Linked DNA regions of Lactuca sativa: region 1 is linked to region 2. Evidence: chromatin contacts called from public Hi-C data. All regions are on one chromosome and are shown on one strand. The core of a region is the stretch at or near the end of the contact, and the rest is flanking DNA. Distances in the headings are between cores, read along the strand shown. Region 1 holds the start of LOC111910288 (auxin-responsive protein IAA27). Region 2 holds the start of LOC111910286.

Region 1 (3,858 bases), core at 1,029-3,528, 180 kb after region 2:
GAGTCCTGCTTTGTGCTGTAGGCCAACATACCCAGGGCAGACCGGTTAGACCGAAGGCCCGTTGAGCGGTCCGAATAGGCTGAAGGCCCCAAGAGGGTGGACCAGACGTACCGAGGCTCAGAGAGTGGACCAGATAGACTGAAGGCCCGGTGCGGGCGGACCAGTCATACTGTAGACTCGGAGAGTTGACCAGATGGACTGAAGGCCCGGTGCGGGCGGACCAGTCACACTATAGACTCGGAGAGAGAGTGGATCCGGTGGACTGAAGGCCCGGTGCGGGCGGACCAATCACACTGTAGACTTAGAGAGAGAGAGAGAGAGTGGACCGGTGGACTGAAGGCCTGGTGCAGGTGGACCAGTCACACTATAGACTCGATATGCATGGTTGTTCTGTTTATGATATGATATGTGTATGGTATTGTGGTTGGTATTTTGGGTGTAACTCACTAAGCTTTCGGGCTTACAGTTTCAGTGTATTGTTTCAGGTACCTTAGGAGACCGTGGCAAGGCGAAGGCGTGATCGTACCGATCCTCAGTTTTATGTTGATGTTTCTGGGATACTCTGATAATAAATGAATTGAAAACCTTTTTGTAATAACTTAATGAATATGAGTTGTTTTTGAAAAGTTTAAATTGGTTGTAAATTTTCACGGTGTTACAGTGGTCACCTAACTTTTTAAAAGTTTAGTGACTAAATGAGCACAATTTTAAAAGTTAGGGGACTAAATGAGCACAAATCCAAAAGTTTAGTGATCACACAAAAAGTTAAGTGACTAAATGAGCACAAATCCAAAAGTTTAATGATCACACAAAAAGTTAAGTGAATAAATGAGCACAAAGCAAAAAATTTGATGACCTTTTAAAACTTAAAAAGAGTTAAGTGACCAAATAAGCACAAAACCAAAAGTTAAGTGACCAAAAATGATCTAAACCCTATATTCTAATTGCTCAAGTTTTAATTTTCTAAAACTAATTTTATGGCAACCAGACTAATAAACACTAGATAGTGTACCTAATCGTGCAATAGTATAGTTGTAGTAAGACTAGGTGTCGAACACAAGGGAAACGATGGTGAATTAATTTACAGTTTTTGATTATAAGTTACACTAAACACACAAAAACAGTAAGAAGGGTTTTATGGAATTAAATATCAAATAAACAATTAAACAACAAATCTCGATAAACTGACTGAAGACAAATCTCTTTAGGTACTTTGGTTTATGCTAGATTTCATCTCAAAACACTGGATAACTACTGAGTGCAATCAATATTTATTCATTATTCACTAATTCCTAATATGACTAGCATCATGATCATACCATTAATCCCTTGATTTGAACACAACTATTAATTTAGTGGTTAAACGATCAAATAGTTCGATTTTATTGTGACCAAGTTTAAGAAGCAAAACTAGTCTGCTGTTGAAAGTTAACTGATAGCTGAAAAAGTAACTAAGAGCCGAAAAAATAATTAATAGCTAATGAAAAATAACGTTTGGTAAAAACTACTTGATAGGCTACTTGAAAAATATAAAATAAAGACATATAAAAATAGTTGTTATAGTTAATTAATAAATGATATATGAGAGAATTTTTAAAAATTCTATAATCCTTCTTAATAAATGAATGTTTTTTTGCCACATGTCAATCTCTCATTAGTTTTGACACTTATCATTTTGTGGTATTTTTGAAAGAAATATTATCCACTTGTCAATTTTTGGTTTGTTTCAATTTTTAAAATTAAAGTCATATGCTTATATATATAAAGTATTAAATATTATATATATGATATTAAATTGCAATAAATACGTTTATTTTTTTTTTATTTTAAAGTTGTACATTAAAAAATATTTTGTGTTTACACTTTAATGTTTAATCTTTTTTAAGTCAACCCGTATAATATACGAGTTTCACACCTAGTTTTTTATATAAATAATTAAATTACATTTCTTTTTAGTGATTAAACTCTACATTAGTTGAAAAGTTATATCGAATAGATTTAAAATAAGAAAACCAACTTATCAATTAGTAATCTAAAAAAGTTAAAAAATAAGTTACACATGACATCAAATATAACCTAAAACGGTGGAGTTAAATGAAAAAAAAAGCTTCTGCAAATTTTCATTGGAGTCATTTGTCAAGTAATTTTGTAAATTTTGAGATATTTGTTAATAAAAATCATATTATTTTTAATGATATTTATAGAAAGAACATTATCCGTATTTTAATTATTTTAGTGAATATACCAAAGATAAAAGGGCAACTCGAATACCGAAGGAGTTTCATTTCTGCACAGGTCTAACAAAGACCCTCCATTCTCCTCCGCTTCCTTTTTGTACCTTCAGTCACTTTCCACCCATTTCCACAATTTCAAACTTTCTTCAATTGATCCTCTCATTTTACAAGATTTTAGTCAACAGTGATGTCTGTGCCACTCGAACATGATTACATAGGGTTATCAGAACCTTCTTCAATGGAAAAAGCATCCGAATCTTCCAATCATTCATCCGAAAGTGACAAGAACAATGCTCTTAACCTCAAAGCCACTGAATTGCGACTAGGATTACCTGGTTTAGGTCAAGATTTGGAGGAAAACGCCTGCAAAAATAGCCCTGTGAAGAACTTCGTGTCAGGAGCTAAAAGAGGGTTTTCTGATGTTAATTTTGATGGTTCTTGCAAATGGGGTTTCAACGGCGGATATGAAGGTGATTCTGTGAAGGGTTCTTGTTCTACTACTTCTGTTCTTTTTGGGATTAATTCCGGTAAAGAGAGTAAACAAACACAGCAACCAAGTCCTCTTCCTCTTGAAGAAAAGAAGAAAGCTTCTGTTACTACTGAAAATGGCAGAAGCAGAACTCCCCCTTCTTCCAAGTAACTTTTAATCCAACCCCTTTTACCATTTACAACTAAAATGTTGAAAATTAAGTAGTTTCTGATTTGTTTTTTTTACTGTATGTTCTTATGCTTTTTTCTTGGTTCATAGAAAGCGACATGTGGTTTTTTAGGGTAACTATTCAAATCAAACCATTTTAGGGTTGTTTTGTATCCTCTTTTTATCAAGTGGGGTTGTTCATCTCGACATTTTTACAGGGTGTTTGCGCATGTGGAATGTTTTCTGGTTTGGATTTATTTATTGATGTTATGTTCTTATGAATGTGTATGAAATGAATTGGTCTTAAAAACAGTTTGTTTGGATTATATAACAGGGCTCAGGTGGTAGGATGGCCACCAATTCGATCTTTTAGGAAGAACACCATGACAGCGAACCTCTCCAAGAATGACGATGCTAATGCTGCAGAAGAGAATTTGGGATGCCTTTATGTGAAGGTTAGCATGGATGGTGCTCCATATTTAAGGAAGGTCGACCTCAAGACTTGCAAAAATTACTCCCAACTTTCAAAGGCTCTTGAGAAAATGTTTGACCGTTTTACCCTTGGTATACTTTCTCTCTCTCTCTCTCTCTCAAGTGTCTTGTACCTTTTGTGAAGATCCAATTTGTTTTTCATAATGGTAATTCTATGTTGATGTTTAGCTTGTGTTGTGAATTAGGTCAATGTACTTCTAATGGACTACGAGGGCAAGAAGGTCTTTGTGAAAGTAACCTCAAGGATCTTTTACATCACAATGAAAGTGTATTGACTTATGAAGACAAAGATGGTGATTGGATGCTTGTTGGTGATGTCCCTTGGGAGTAAGTTCTTGTTCTTGTTCTTCCTTTAGTTGTCAATTAGCAAAGCTTTTGTAATAGAAACATAGGGTGAAAGTAGTAAAATGGCTCAATAACTTTTGAAAGGGCTCATAGTAGTTTGTTTGTTTGTTTTACAGGATGTTTATAGACTCATGCAAGCGATTAAGGATC
Region 2 (3,495 bases), core at 94-2,593:
TCAACTGCCTTAACAACATTAGGAACTATAGCAAGGCCACCATCAACACGCAATGGCGCATCCTCCAACACAAAATCATTCTAGAATGAAGAAAAAAAAACATTGTTAAAAAAATGTAAATTGTAATTATCAAACACAAATGCATAAAGAAGCATGTGTGTGTGTGTGAGAGAGTTAGAGTGAAAGGAGAAAAGGATACCTGCATATCGATTACAAGAAGAGCTGTATTGTTGCGAGTAGTAGTGGATTTAGAAGGACTTGATTGAATTTGATACCCATTCTTGACAAAATTGTTTTTGTTCTGAATGGCAACAGCAATAGAGTCATCTTGTTTCATAAACTCTTCACATTTCTTAAGTGCTTTATTGTGTAAGCTGTTAGCACTACCCATATGAAGACTAAGTCTCTCAGTTTTATTCCAACTATTAAATCCTTCTGTCACAAAAGTATCACATCCACCTTGTTTTGAAACATGGTCTTTAAACAGGTAACAACACAAGCAAAAGGCTTTATCTACTTTCACACTGTACTCCAACCAATCACTAAATTGATTAAACCAAGCTGGATTGAAACGTCTTTTCTTGTTTCCTATTATTCTCCATGGAAATGTATGTCCACGTGGTTGACAAGGTCCTTTAATTAGATATTGTTTTCTTATCTCGTCTCTTTGATCAGGGTGATACTCTGAAATTCTTTTTCTCTCAGATGGATCCCATGGCAGATCATTCAAATCAGCTTCAGTTAGCATCGTAGGGGAAGAGCTAGGAGGAGGGATATCATTGGACTCATTTACACTTGAAGATGTTCCAGTTCCTGATGCTTTCCTTTTCATTTTTTCACTAGCAAATTAATTGATCAATTAGCTTGTAATTGTTCACAATTAACGATCAACAATGAACAACTAACTTAAACCATAATTCTCTAAAAATTAAATTTAGATTTTCAACAAACCCTATCAAAATGAGTACTACTAGCGATTAACAATTAACGATGAACAACCCTAACTAAAATATTCTCCCAGTCCCATTAACAAAGCTTAACAAAATATTCACTAATAACAACTGATAATTACCAGAAGTACTATAACAGTAAGCAACATAAACAATTCATGAAATGCTCAAGCCGAACTAGCGAAATAGCGAAATGAAAAAGAAAAGAAATAACAAGTCAAACCTCAAGACTCAAGCAACAGCAGGGCGGTGGCGGTGGCGGTGGCCGGACAGCGGCGACAAAGTTTGTGAGAGCACAAATTTCTATTTTAGATTTTGGGGATAAGAGGGATGGTTCCCAGATTCTGGGCAAGTTGATAAGCTCAAGTGACTCACTTCTCCTCTTTTGTGTTGGCTTTGACTCTTATGTTTGACCAAACTATTATTGCAACTTTATGGATGCAAACTGTGATATTCATTTTTAAGTTTTAATCAGTAATTTAAACTTTTATCATAAGATAGTGATATCAAAAAAATATCATAAAATGCAAAATTTAAAGTAAAATGCTCAGGAACTAATAGCATGGATGAAATGGCATATCTAACTTATTGTTAGCGATATTTTAGAGCTATATGTCATCGAGTTAGCTTATCAATTAGTTTATCATTGATTGACTAGCTTTTGAGATCCTTGGCAATTTAACTCAAAAGTTTCTTCTTCACCCGGTTCCCGAGTTCAACTTAACGAGAGAAATGAAAGAAAATGAGTAGAAATGAGAAGAAAATAAAAGAGATTGATGTTCCCGAGTTTCATTAAAGGAGGGAAGTAGAAGGAAGTGGAGGGAATTGGGATGATCACTTTCTCTCCTAACTTTCTTTCCGATTTGGGAGGATTTAGAAAGAAATAACAAAATGATTCATTTTACTTCCACTTCTCTCCAACTCGGGAACACGAAAGAAAATTTTGTTTTCTTTTCCTTTTGCTTCTTTTCTCTCGTGACTTTCTTTTCTTTTCTCTTCTTTTCTTTTGTTAAACTCGGGAACGATGCGTAAAGGAATGGGGGAGGGAAAAAGGGGTGGTATGTCAAACATATATAACTTTAATCGATGATACAATCATATATGTTTCTTGCTATCATTAATATAGTAGCATCCACTACTAAAACTAAGTGATCAAACAACTATTTTCCGTATAGAGTTCACACAACGTTCAAATTGTACAAGTATTTATCATAACATTTATAAGACTATGTGTTACGGTCAAATTTCATCTTTTATTTTTTATTATCACGTTAGTGTCACATCACTCTATTTCATCTTTCATTTTATTTTTCAAAACATGTTATACTTTATATTTTAGGGTTTTTGTCATCAAACCCATTACAAAGACTTGCTTTTTAGTTTTAAATGGTCCCAAGAAGTATTTTGGTTATCAGAAGCCTCCTACTTTATCGATCGTTTCACTTTAGTTACCACCGTTTTTGTTTTTCTTCGGGGGGAACAAAAGCATGACCATCGTCCATTTATATGTTGTCGTTGATTACCACTACGACCATCGCCCACCTGTCGATCACCACCACCGCCATTTTAATTTTATCACAGGCTAACCGAAACATAATCAAATTAAACCAAGTTTCTTTTAAATATGGTATCTTCTTCTTTGTGCATGTCTTAATCATACCATGACTAGGACATTCTCTTGTTTCTAATAATATATTGTGCTACAGGAAACATGGTTATTCTTTAATATGTATTGATTATAAGTAGTATTTTTGTTTTTAGGTTATGAATTCCTTAGTTTATATGTAGATGCATTAGGGTATTTTAAATAGACATAAAGCCTTTCATGGCTACTATTGGATTATTGGAACTCTATCCCCATGATGTATGATTTGTTTAGCTTCACATCAATTAGGTGTGTATATGTAGATGGTTTTTATATTTTGGTTATGCATTCCAAGTGTTTGATCTATTGTCGATTAAAAAAATAGAATACCTACTTCCACTTTATTTATTTTATTCTTGACATTAGTAAAAAGATATGTTTATAACTTCAGTTGGAACAACACATGGATGCAAAGGTGGAATTGAGTTTGTTGATAAGGATGGGTGTACGGTGGTTTTTGGGTGGTTGTCCAAATAATGGAAGGGGGTGGAGGGAATAGAAAGAACATTTCAATAAAGAGGAAAAACAAAGAGCATTATGGTTAAGCATGTCAGTGTCTAAGGCTAGAGGGAGTGGTGCAACAAAAGTTGCACTCCATTTACTACCCCGATGGCGACACATAAGCAATTATCACAAAAGTGTAGTTTCATGTTACACCCAAGGAGTGGTGTCACACTCAATTTAAAAGGTTTAAAAAAAACATTTTTTAAAAAAAATTTGGCTAATCACAGCTTAATTAGAATGAGATTCGGAAGAGACGAGCACTCCCTTAGAGTGCCACACTGCGGTCTCTACCACAGGGAGGGGGCGGTGTTCCATGCTGATGTGGCAAGGAAGTGCACCCTCTACCGAACCCACTCCCTCATACCTAAGTGGAGTCCATAAGGACAAGATTTAAAA

What was found. Hi-C and Micro-C count contacts between places; a contact is called where the count stands out from the background.
Region 1: a Hi-C map of leaf shows a contact between it and region 2, with 4 times the contacts expected there. The contact joins the promoter of LOC111910288 here to the promoter of LOC111910286 in region 2. A contact is called at or near these places in 2 of 4 Hi-C or Micro-C datasets (bud and leaf).

The regions. Positions count from the first base shown.
Region 1 is chr5:288,305,336-288,309,193 of Lsat_Salinas_v11, forward strand. It overlaps LOC111910288 (auxin-responsive protein IAA27), which reads left to right and starts at 2,279. Exons shown (of 5, transcript XM_023906101.3): 1 at 2,279-2,870; 2 at 3,206-3,435; 3 at 3,549-3,690; 4 at 3,825-3,858. The coding sequence starts at 2,422.
Region 2 is chr5:288,130,317-288,133,811 of Lsat_Salinas_v11, forward strand. It overlaps LOC111910286, which reads right to left and starts at 1,344. Exons shown (of 6, transcript XR_002856515.3): 1 at 1,174-1,344; 2 at 200-839; 3 at 1-80.